Regions from separate parts of the Sus scrofa genome. Here region 1 is linked to region 2. A link is a contact called in public HiChIP or PLAC-seq data. All regions are on one chromosome and are shown on one strand. Each heading gives the region's core, a stretch centred on a gene start, on an enhancer-like site or on the middle of the called end of the contact. The rest is flanking DNA. Distances are from core to core; before and after follow the strand shown.

Region 1 (6,048 bases), core at 3,517-6,016, 36 kb after region 2:
GCATCTCATTTCCCTGAGATGTTGCTGGTCCCAACCTTGGCACTACTGACATTTGGGACATTCGAAGCAGGTAATTCTTTTCTGTAAAGGCTGTTCCTGCGCCTTGTTTAGTAGCATCCTAGCTTCTACCCACAGATACCGGCAGCACTCCTAGGTCACGAGAATTAAAAATACCTCCTGATATTGCCAAACACCTCAGGTGCAAAATCTGCCACCCTCCTTGAGAACACAGATTCTCAGCCCTCCCCTCCATGCCTGGACCACCACACAATCCCACCAACACCTCCAACTCCCTTGGTGCAGGACCGGAATTAGGACTCTGGATGGTCCCAGTGCACAGAAGAGGCAGAACTTGCTGACCTGTAAGAAGCATCGGGCTGGAGCCTTACGATACTCTGCTATATCTTCGAAGTGTTTTAAAAGGATTTGGTTATTACCAATACGTTTTCCTGGCTAAAATGTTTTTTGAGAATTTGTATTATTTATGGTTAGTACTTATGGTAACTCTCTAGAAACCAGAATTTGTCATTGCTCAATATATATGTACATACGTGTCTACATATGTGTGAAAGTATATACATACATACATTTATAGTCACTACCAGCATTATAAAAATGTGACATATTATCCACTGTTTTATTTTATTCTCTAATTCTTTCACTTCATCAATAAGAGGGTGATTTCCTAAGGTATAGAGACATTGCGTTGCCTTAGTGTTTTTATTTTTTTTATTTTTTTATTTTTTTGTCTTTTGTCTTTTTGTCTTTTGTTGTTGTTGTTGCTATTTCTTGGGCCGCTCCCGCGGCATATGGAGGTTCCCAGGCTAGGGGTCGAATCGGAGCTGTAGCCACCAGCCCACGCCAGAGCCACAGCAACGCAGTATCCGAGCCGCGTCTGCAACCTACACCACAGCTCACGGCAACGCCCAATCGTTAACCCACTGAGCAAGGGCAGGGACCGAACCGGCAACCTCATGGTTCCTAGTCAGATTCGTTAACCACTGCGCCACAACGGGAACTCCGCCTTAGTGTTTTTAGATCCACCCCATTCCTAGAATGTTTGCTCCTCCAAGCTTGACCTTTACCTACAGTGGATTCTCAGTGATGCTACCACCTAAGTTCTACTTACGGGAGACTGAGCACTGTTTCAGGTTAGCGATGGCTGTGACATACTCTGATCCCAAATATTTTTCGTATGTTGTTTTGCCTTGGAGTTGGGCCAGACACTCCGTGTTGTCGTTGAACAGAAGGTTTTTGGTCTCAGACCGGAACAAGCAAAACTTGTCCGGGCAGTCTTTTCCGTATCTTCCAAACTGAGCCTGTGTAAGAGGGGAGACAGGGAGAGAGCAGCTGAGGAAAAGAAGAGTCTATGGACTTGGGGAGGCCAAGAACATTTCTTCTTTGCAGGCGTGGCTCCGGGAAAACCATGGGGAAAAAGGAGTGGAGTTCTGAAGTCGCTCTACCATCCTGGCCTGGGTCTTACCTGCCCCAGGTCCCCCTGCCCCTGCCCCAGCCCAGTGCCCAGGCCCCTCACCAGTTCTGAGCTCATCTCCCACCATCTTCCCTTTCTTCTTCATCTGCAGCCTCTTCTCTTAGAATTTCTTGTAGGTGACTAGGTGACAGCTGAGGGTTTTGAGATCTGCCTCCAAAGTTAACCACCTCTAGCATTCATTCCAACAGGCCAGCACTCAGAGAGGCAGTCTGCACTGGAAATCCTCTCTGCCAAGGACCAGGTCATTGCCTTGGGCAGGTCACTTAGCCTCCTGTGGCCACGGTTCCTCCTCCACGCCCAGCACTCCCACAGAGGCGAGCTCTAAGAACCAAGTACCTCCACGGAGGTAGCCCTCTTACCCACACCCGTGAGTGTGCATACTGGGGCCTCCTTAAATGCTAGTTATTGGGCCTGTTTTTACATTCTAGAAACACTGTCTTTATTTTATTTTTGTCCTTTTGCCTTTTCTAGGGCCACTCCCACGGCATATGGAGGTTCCCAGGCTAGGGGTTTAATCGGAGCTGTAGCTGCTGACCTATGCCAGAGCCACAGCAACTGGGGATCTGAGCCGCATCTTCAACCTATACCACAGCTCACGGCAATGCCGGATCCTTAACCCACTGATTGAGGCCAGGGATTGAACCCTCGACCTCATGGTTCATAGTCAGATTCGTTAACCACTGAGCCACGACAGGAACTCCTGGGACATTGTCTTTAAAGCACACCTAGAAACATGCTGTTTTAACTCAAAACTAGACGTTCTATTAGAGAATCTCAGGCTTTAAGGAAATAATAAGATTTCCTTCAACCACTTCACATGGATAGCCTTAAATCTACAGAAGCTGAGTTTGTTGTTTTTAGAGATTACAAATGCAGGAACCTTGTCTAGAACATGGTCCAGGTGGCCCAGGCTCTGGGAACATCAGCAGAGTAAACCAATCTCCACCTAGTCGTGTGAGGAAGGCTGTTGCCTCCTTGGTTTGCCTGAAGAACAACAGGAGGGTGGAGGAAGGAAAGGAGCTCCCAGCCAGGCAGTGAGCACAAGTCCAGGGCACAAGATGCAGAGCAACATCACAGTGCAGAGCTAATTTTCTCATCATCAGCTTCAAGCAGAGAGACGAGAAGGGAAAGCTGGAGATGGGCTGAGTCCCCTAGCTCTGAGACGCTCCCACCAAACAGGAGCCCACACAGGTAAGAAAGCACAGGAATTTCCGTGTGGCTCAGCAGATTAAGAGCTCTTCTAGGCTCCATGAGGATTCAGGTTTGATCCCTGGCCCCGCTCAGCGGGTTAAGGATCCAGAGTTGCCATGAGCTATGGTGCAAGGTCACAGATGCAGCTCGGATCTGGTGCTGCTGTGGCTGTGGTGCAGGCCAGTAGCTGTATCTCTAATTTGACCCCTAGCCTGGGAACTTCCATATACCATAGGTACGGCCCTAAAAAGAAAAACAAAACAAGAAAAGAAAGAAAGCACAGGAGACCCTGGTGATCCATACCTGCTCAGTGAGTAGCACCTGTTCCACCTGTGCTGCCTTTTCCTTCCGAGAGACCACAGCATGACTGGGGGCCACAGCCAGGTGACAGTTCTGAGCCTCAGTCACAGGCTTCCTGGTGCCATCAAGGCACAGCAGCTCAAAGTCATCTGACCTCAATTCCCTGGCCCACTCTTCTGTGTTCTGTCCTGGAGATAGAAAGAGGGGTGGCATCAGCCATGGCTGTGTGGCTGAATCAACACATCCTTTCTCAGTGCTGTAACCAGCCACTGGCCTCTTGAAATGCACACACTGGGGGTGCAGTGATGTGAAGGAGAGCAACTAAAGCTCCACAGATTACACCATCTTCAAACACATCGCACATCAGTGCTATAGCTTCACAATGGAATATTACTCAGCAATAAAAAGGAGTAAAGCACTGACACTTGCTACATTGTGTATTAATCTTGAAAACAGGATGCTAAGTGAAGGAAGCCAGTCACAAAAGACACATATTGTAGATTCCATTTCTGTGAAATGTCCAGAATAGGCAAATCTATGGAGACAGAAAGTGGACTGTTGTTTGCCAGCTCTGGGGGGTGGGGAAGGGACGGGTAATAGGTATATGACTTCTTGAAGAGGTTCTGTAAATGTTCTGGGACTGTGTTGGCAACCGTGCAACTCTGTGAAGGTGCTGGAGACCAGTGAATCATACACTCTGAATGGGTGGATTTTATAGTATGTAAATTATATCTCCGTAAAGCTGTTACATTGCTTTAAAAGAAAACCCTCCATGTATGAGGGTGAGTTCCCAAAGGAGTGCTGGCTTGTGTTTAAGAAGAAATTGTTTCCTTTCACATTCAAACGCTCTTAGTGTAACCAGAGGAAGGACAGGAACTTCTATGGGTTTATCAAATATGTTTAAGCCGGAGTTCCCGTTGTGGCGCAGCGGAAATGAATCCAACTAGGAACCATGAGGTTGCAGGTTCGATCCCTGGCCTTGCTCAGTGGGTTAAGGAGCTGTGGTGTAGGTCAAAGATGAGGCTAGGATCTGGGATCTGGCGTTCCTGTGGCTGTGGCATGGGCCAGCAGCTACAGCTACGATTCACCCCCGAGCCTGGGAACCTCCATATGCCTCAGGTGCGGCCCTAAAAAGACAAAAGACAATATATATGTATATATATGTTTAAGTCAATTCCAATAAAATATAGTTGTAAAGTCACAGAAAAGCTTAAAATTAAATTTGACAACCATCTGCTCCCTGGAGATCACTGAGATTCAAGGTTCCCAGATTTGCAATGTACTTGGATGCATGCATATACTTGCATGCCTGTGTGTGCAAACAGAGCTCCAAGGTCAGCCCTCCCGTTTTGCTCCTTCTGCCCTCCTCCCACCCTCTTAAGAGAATACTTCCTCCTTAGTTTTGTCTGCTTGACACTGAGACCATCCCAAATTTACATGTCTGGCCTCAAGCGCTCTCCCCAGGGACTAGAGGAGGGGCAGGAGGAAGCGGGAGGAGGGGCTGTGATTGTCACTGTCTCTGAAGAAAGGAGCGAGACAGTTCCTTCTCAGGGGAGGAAGTGGCAAGTCTTCTGCTGGGGGGTGGAGGGGAGCTGGGGGGAGCGGCTAAGAAGAGAGGTGCAGTTTGGAAGGTAGCATATTGCTACCAGTCTTGAATTTGGTAATTATTATTTTCACCTTAGATCAGAAGAGAGCGATTATTCCTCTAGTGACTGGTAGGTTTTACCTTCCTCACCGGCCTGTGATTTGGTCCTTATTAACTCCCCAAGGAGTTTCCACACTGAGGGCTCACATGTGCTGAATGATGGCTTCTACTTCCTTTTTCGAAAAGGGAAATTTTACGTGTATGTGTTAAATTTTGTTTTTTTAGTCTCATCCACCTTCAGTTTCCAATGGGCTGAGACAGGCAGATGGTGTGTTTCTGGTATGGACTAGACAAAGCCAGGGAGATATTTGCTCCTATGTATGACTGGTGTGTGTGTGTGTGTGTGTGTGTGTGTGCGCGCGCGCACCTGTCTGTCTGTCTGAGAGAGAGAGAGAAAGAGAGAGAGAGAGGTAGAGGTAAAAATTCTGCTTTGAGGAGGAAAACATTATCACCTACCATTCGTGTTGTCCAAGACAGTGACATCTTTCACAAACGCCACATCCCCAGCATTCTCAGCCAGGCACCTAAAATATTCCCGAGAATTAAAACACTGCCAGAGAAGAAAATCTCTTAGAGTTTTCATAAATACACATTCCAAAAACTGAAACATGGAAAAGATGAGGGCAAATATTTCCAAGAACTTAGAACTTATTATAAGAAATTGTTTCTTTTATGATAAATATTGAGTTTTATTGTGATTGTTTACAGTGAAATAAGACATTTTTCATACTTACCTATTATTAGCCATTTCTTTTGGTACCATTACATGACTGAATAATATAATAGGTCTTTGAAGTCTATACCATGGTTTCATTCACAGGAACACCTAAGAAATTCTTTCTTCATGGCTCACGCTCAGCAGCTCAGAATGGTTCATGATAATAATAGAAGTGAAACAGCTGCTTGTACTTGGGCAGAGTACAATATGCTGGATGCTTTACAAATATTGACTCTTTTAATCCTCAAACTAATTCTGGAGGTAGGAAATATTGTTCTCACTTTACAAGGAAGGTATTTTAAGATATATTTATTCTTCACCTTCGTAGAACTTAGGCTTTAAAATGGTAGATTGTACACATATGTGTACATTCCCTACTTCTAAAACTCCTATAAAATGACATGAATGAGTTTTTTTTTTTAAGTCATAAATTTGGAGTTCCCATCGTGGCTCAGCAGAAATGAATCTGACTACCATCCATGAGGAGGCAGGTTCTATCCCTGACCTCACTCTGTGGGTTAGGGATCTGGCGTTACTGTGGCTGTGGCGTAGGCTGGCAGCTACAGCCCTGATTTTGACCCAGGTGCAGCCCTGAAAAGACAAAAAAAAATATTTTAATAAAAAAAAAGCCATAAATCCATGAGAGAGAGGAAGGCAAAAGGGAAAAAGTTAGAATGTGTGAGCCATAATTGACCCAGCAGA
Region 2 (6,231 bases), core at 645-3,144:
CAGTTTTGTACTCTTTTCACATTCTTCCTCAAGCATACTTTGTACTCTGTCCCTGCTTAACTAGCCCACAAAGGGCAGGCACCTAGGAAAAGCACTACACTCATTCTGTCATTTGATCTTCACCACAGATCTATTGAGTTAGGTTTGTGGGGTGTTTTTTTTGTTTGTTTTTTGGGTTTTTTTATTTTTTGCCCATTTTACAGGTAAGCAAACTAAGGCCTGGAGAGTTTCAGTAACTTGTTCAAACCAAGTCATAATGAGTGAAGCTGGGGGTTCAATCCAGACGCCTGACTAGAGTCCAGTTCTCAATCGCTGCCTCTTGAGTCACACATCCAGGGATGACTGGAACATTTCCATCATGACTCACTGTCCCGACTGTGATTACAAGCTCCTGGCTTTTTCTGTGTGTTTCTGGCTTTCCCCAGCAGTCATGTCCCCCTCTTCTGTAAGCACCAGACATTAGCTTCTCCCTCTCAGCTTCCAGCTTGACGACACTAATCTGCTCCAGACAAGGACCCCAGGGAACCAATTTCATAAGAATTTTATATAATAAATCTAAGAAAGGACCAGTGAGTAACTAAGAATCTGTGTTTATCGAGTGTGTATTATATGCTAAATTCCAGGCAACAAACCCAGGTTGGAATCCTCCCAACAAACCCATGAGGTAACTATCAATGGTCACATCCCACAGATAAGAAAGCTGAGGGCAGCGCCGGGCTTGGAGCCCAGGCAATCTGACAGCAAGAGGCCACTTGCTCTATCCTGTGTTGGCAATATCCACAGGTCTGGGGTCCCCTCAGATCACAAGCCAGTGCTTCTTATTCTGTGGCAGAGGAAAGAGAAGCCCCCAGGGGGCGCTCTTGTGGCTCAGGGCTGGCTCTCTGCTAGGTTCTCAGTTCTGCAGTCAACAAACAGTCCCAAAGTTTTCAGATAAGTAACCAACCACGCCAAGAAAGCTTGGTATGACCGCATTTAGGACTGAAGAAGAATCCTGAACCGACCCTATTCATCTGCTGTTTGTTGCCTGTTTCATGTGGAAAAATTCTCACAGAAATTCCAGGTATCACAGCTGTGGCTGTAAAAAAAAAAAAAAAGAAAGAAATTCCAGAAAGACTGTACCCTTGGAGTGAGGAACTCTGCTGCCTATATCCCTGGGAGAGGACAGACACCCACAAATGCCTGCTGACCTGAAGGGCTGCAAAAATGGTGATTAGGAAGAGTGAAAATTCATAATGACATGCACCAGGATGCTTGATCCAGAGGAAGATGGGCCACATGATTAGCTCACAGGTGAGTTAAAACCCTGAAGCAACCAGTTATTTTAGTCTGCAGAGGAAAACAATACTGGGTGGTGAGTATATGCATGTGAGTTGTGGTAGCCAAGGGGGGATGGCAGGATGGCAGATAAAGGGGTGCACTGGATGAATGTGAGGTGTTCCCTTCACTTTAAAATTGGTTCTAACTGGCTCTCCTGGAAGACAAACAGTAAGGGAGTCAGCATCTCTCATCCCACTAGCCTCCCCCGATAAGCCCTGTGGTCTTATACACATCACCTGCCTCTTGGACAACAGTTCCTTTCAGTAAAACTAGGGCTCTTGACCAAATGGAAATGAATATTCATCTCACTCTAATATCTTTCCATTCTTTCTGTTTTCTAACTGACTGTGTCGCAGGATGAACTGAGAACCAAAAAGAAATTGTGTAATCAGGGAAACTCGTGAATAAACTTTCAGACCAGAGATTTTCTAGTCTATTTAAGGCTCTGCTTTTAAAAAAAAAAAAAAAAGGAGGGGGCTATTCTCTGATGGGTATTTTTGTGTGCTGCAACACACTTATTCGCTAAAACTCCGCCCCCCGTCTCAGAAGAAACTGTGCATTTCCTACTTTTATGCTGTCTATATGTTTGATTTGCACAGCTCAGCTGGTCAGAGGAGCTGAGACATCCGTTCCCCTTCAAGAATCTCTCCCGGTAAGTCACCTCTCAGCCACTCTGTCTATTACTTCGCTCGGTTTGTGTGATGAGTAAAGGCCTTTACAGGAAACCAGAGGAGACATTAGAGAAACACCAGGTGCCCATTGAACTATCTTAAAATGTAATCTTTAAGATAAGGAAAAAGTTAGAATTTAGAATGAGTTTCAGACTGTGATAACATCAAAAGATACAAAACATGATTATGAATGAAAGACTTTATAGGGAACAATGCTACCTAAAAACAAAAACAAAAACCCTCATTTTTCAGAAGAAAGATTTTCAGGGAGAGGATGATTCCCGGCCAAAACCTTGGGAAATTGTCTCCTGGTAAGAATGGTGAAGAGAACTAAAACCTCCTTCAGGGGATGCCCTCTGAACGTGTGCCCAAGATGATCTAAGTCTCATTCTTTCTTTCTTTTTTTTTTTTTTTTTGCCAAGAAGGAAGCCTGAAAATTGCCAAATTAGTATCAAATTACAAATATCAAATCAAGTTTTTCAGCACATTTCATGAGTGATTCTCTTTCTGGCTCAGAATTTGAATGTGAGATTTTTCCATGTGCTTCTCTCAGCCACCTAGTCTGAGGGACCGGGATCTCAGGACTCACCAGGATTAATCACAGAGAGTTCTCAGGCAAGCAGTGGAACTTCAAACAGACCAAGCCAATCAGTGGGTTGCGAAGGGACTGAGCTATCTATCCCAGGATGCAGGATGGGAGATGGAACGTTGGCCACTTGGCCGTTTCTGGGGTGTGTTTGGGAGCTCTCAATCATAGAAGAAACTTCAGAGAAACTGAGAATGGCAGCCTGGACTTTACAGCTAGCTGCTGGCTCCTATGACCGTCTCGAAGTCTTGGGCATCTGCCTGTTTCATTCTGACTACATCGAGGCGCCAGACTGATGGTCCCGCTTTTAGTTCTCTCACCAAGGAGTGAAAGACAGGGGACCACAGCGATGAAGAGTGCAGGCTGCCTGAGTTCAAAACCAGGTGTGGCCTCGCTATGTGTTTTTGCGGGGGCTACTCATCCTCTCTGTGCTCTGAGGGCCTTATTTGCAAAACAGGACAATAACATGACCTGCTTCGCTGGGTCACCTTGGGGATTCACTGAGTGAGTGGAAGTGAAGCTCAGAAAAGTGCTCGGCATGCAGAGTGCCCCGGGAACTGTTCATTCTTTCCAACACACGTGTGATAGTGCTCTGTGAAAGCCTACTCCAGGGAACGGCAACTTCAGAACAGACTGTAAAACAGTGTCAGATCCTGGACATTGTCATCACAGCTTCATTCACTCACGTGGTTGTGTAACAACCGATTTCATCTGCTGAGGTGACGTTCTCCACCCAGTGAGCAGAGAAGCTGGTGAGAAACCATCCCTTACTGTAAAAGTTCACTGTGTGACCCAAAAAGGGAACTTAGTAGAAATACATGTGTCAATTTTTAAAACCTTAGTTGTGTATGAGATGGTTTGCATTCGTGGTGGATCACTAAATACATTCTAGGACTTTGTAAATGGTCTCTTCTTTATTATAGGGTCTGGCAAAATGGATTATCAAACGACGAGTCCCTTCTATGACATTGATTATGGGATGTCAGAGCCCTGCCAAAAAACCAATGTGAGACAAATTGCAGCCCGGCTCCTGCCCCCACTCTACTCGTTGGTGTTCATCTTCGGGTTTGTGGGCAACTTGCTGGTTGTCCTCATCCTGATCAACTGCAAAAAGCTGAAGAGCATGACTGACATCTACCTGCTCAACCTGGCCATCTCGGACCTGCTGTTCCTCTTCACCATCCCGTTCTGGGCTCACTATGCTGCAGACCAGTGGGTCTTTGGAAATACAATGTGCCAATTTCTGACAGGGTTCTATTTCATAGGCTTCTTTTCTGGAATCTTCTTCATCATCCTCCTGACAATCGACAGGTACCTGGCTATCGTCCACGCTGTGTTCGCTTTAAAAGCCAGGACGGTCACCTTCGGGGTGGTGACGAGTGGGGTCACTTGGGTGGTAGCTATCTTTGCCTCCCTCCCAGGCATCATCTTTACCAAATCCCAAAAGGAGGGTTCTCGTTATACATGCAGCCCTCACTTTCCATCCAGTCAGTATCACTTCTGGAAGAATTTCCAAACATTAAAGATGGTCATCTTGGGGCTGGTCCTGCCACTGCTCGTCATGGTCGTCTGCTACTCGGGAATCCTCAAAACCCTGCTTCGGTGCCGCAATGAGAAGAAGAAGCACAAGGCTGTGAGGCTCATCTTCGCCATCATGATTGTCTACTTTCTCTTCTGGGCTCCCTACAACATCGTCCTTCTCCTGAGCACCTTCCAGGAATTCTTTGGCCTGAATAACTGCAGTGGGTCTAACAGGCTGGACCAAGCCATGCAGGTGACCGAGACCCTGGGGATGACACACTGCTGCATCAACCCCATCATCTACGCCTTCGTCGGGGAGAAGTTCCGAAGCTACCTCTTAGGGTTCTTCCGAAAGCACATCGTCAGACGCTTCTGCAAAGGCTGTCCAGTCTTCCAGGCAGAGGCTCCAGATCGAGTCAGCTCCGTTTACACACGGTCCACAGGGGAGCAGGAAATCTCTGTCGGCTTGTGACCTGGCTTGGTTTCTAGATGCAGACCACAGGTGGGAACAGTTCTTTTAAAGAGGAAATTACTGTCATAGAGGGTTTAAGTTTCATCTATCCGTTTGGCATCTGCTCCAAGTATATTATATATTTCAAGCCCACCAATTCCAGAAAGCCAAATCAAAACACACTGATGAAACAGCAACCTTCTTGCCTCCCTTCCACATACGTCAATTTATTGGCAAACTCTGCCTTCACTGCAGAAGCTCAATGTAACAAAAAATCCTCAGAGAGGTGCTAATTGCTGAGTTTGGTTACCTGAACAAGAATAACAAAAGGAATTGAGGAAAGTATTGTAGAGTTTATTATCTGTGTAGGGTAACATCCAGGTTGCAAATGTGTTTAAAATAGGCCCTTCTCTTGCCGTGGGAAGAAAAGACACGCCCATGATCAGTTAAGAAATGGCACCTTCCATGTGGGATCTCCCCTCTGAGGTGTGGTTAATAAGTTCTGCAGATGTTCATGCCACGGACGAAGCTTGGCTGTGGGCAGACGTACGGATGGCTGGGGGAGCAGAGGAAGGATGGGGCTAGACCACGAGGAACCTGGACAGCATTGCTCATCAAAGTCTGAGAGCAGAGCAGGGATTCCTGGCCGGTGCTGCAGAAGGCTCATTCCATGACCGAAGGATGACCTGGAAAGGTGAGCATGCAGGCAAGGAGACCAGCAACAATCTGAGGGAGGAGGCTCGACTTAGGTCGAGGCTGGGGGATGGGAAGGAGGGGTGCATCTTCACAGCTTTAGGATGAGAGTCGGCAGAACCTGGGGCAGATGTGGCTTGGTGTTGAGGGGCAGAGAGGAGTCAGAGAAAACGCCAAGGTTTCAGGCAAGCATTGGAGATGCCCTAAAAGAGACACTGACGTGGAAGGAGGAGGAGGTCTGGGTCACAACAGGAGTAGGTGGAAGAAGAAGGGTCCAGTTTTGTGAGCTGAACACAGCCCTAGGCAGGCAGACCCTGGGCTGAAGGTCACTGACTGCTCTTGCTCCCAGCTTGGATCATGAAGCAAGTCCAGGGGCCTTTGAAACACCAGTTTTAAGAATGCATGAGCCTGAGGCCCAGGAATACTTTCAGGGCAGAAATGAGGTCTAAGTGAGGACTGATTATATAGTTAACAAAAATCCAGAGCTCTGTAAGCACTGAGTAAAGAGGTCCCAGAGACCTGAGGGAAGCCTGACGGACGGGTCCCGCCTCCCCGGGCGCAGCACTATTCCGGATGCAACTATCAAAAGGCAAAGGGAAGAAGGACACACTCATTTGGAAACAGGCTGCCTCAGGCTTTATAAGCCACAAAACATAAAATTCACCAACCTCCGTGTTTCAGGCTGAGTGTGGGGTTTTAAATATACTAGATCTAAGATGCCAGCTCCAAACAAATTTTACCCAAATACTAAGGGACTTATTCATTTCAAGGAGAGGATTATGATATTTTTTTTTTTTTGGAGTTGCGATTTACATTATTTTGTACATGCCTAAGACTATTTTGAGTTTGAGAGTAGCTAAGACTATAAAGATGAAGTAGGGAAACATAGAGGAAGAAGACTCTCAGGCGATAAAGGGGTCAGAATAAGAGGTACTACTGATTTTTCTCCAGCTCCAAAATGTGAAGCTTGAGGGCTGTGGCTGTCAACAGGA

What was found. HiChIP or PLAC-seq counts read pairs in DNA pulled down with a chosen protein or histone mark.
Region 1: an H3K27ac HiChIP or PLAC-seq map of alveolar macrophages shows a contact between it and region 2, with 5 times the contacts expected there. The contact joins the enhancer-like site here to the promoter of CCR5 in region 2. A contact is called at or near these places in 2 of 5 promoter capture datasets (fetal liver and liver), 16 of 47 Hi-C or Micro-C datasets (alveolar macrophages, blood, brain and 8 more) and 2 of 2 datasets of contacts at active chromatin or transcription factors (alveolar macrophages and skeletal muscle).

The regions. Positions count from the first base shown.
Region 1 is chr13:29,414,660-29,420,707 of Sscrofa11.1, forward strand. It overlaps LTF (lactotransferrin), which reads right to left. Exons shown (of 16, transcript NM_214362.2): 14 at 5,085-5,152; 15 at 2,987-3,171; 16 at 1-1,319. The coding sequence ends at 1,122. Among named protein-coding and RNA genes, the nearest start is that of CCRL2, 15 kb to the left of the region's middle. Within about 2 kb of position 4,767, at least 17 of the 83 cell types and tissues checked have an H3K27ac peak or open chromatin away from gene starts, as enhancers often do. A contact at or near this core is called in alveolar macrophages and liver, where this site is marked.
Region 2 is chr13:29,381,442-29,387,672 of Sscrofa11.1, forward strand. CCR5 (chemokine (C-C motif) receptor 5) reads left to right here and starts at 1,895. Exons shown (of 2, transcript NM_001001618.1): 1 at 1,895-1,969; 2 at 3,498-6,231. The coding sequence starts at 3,509. The coding sequence ends at 4,567.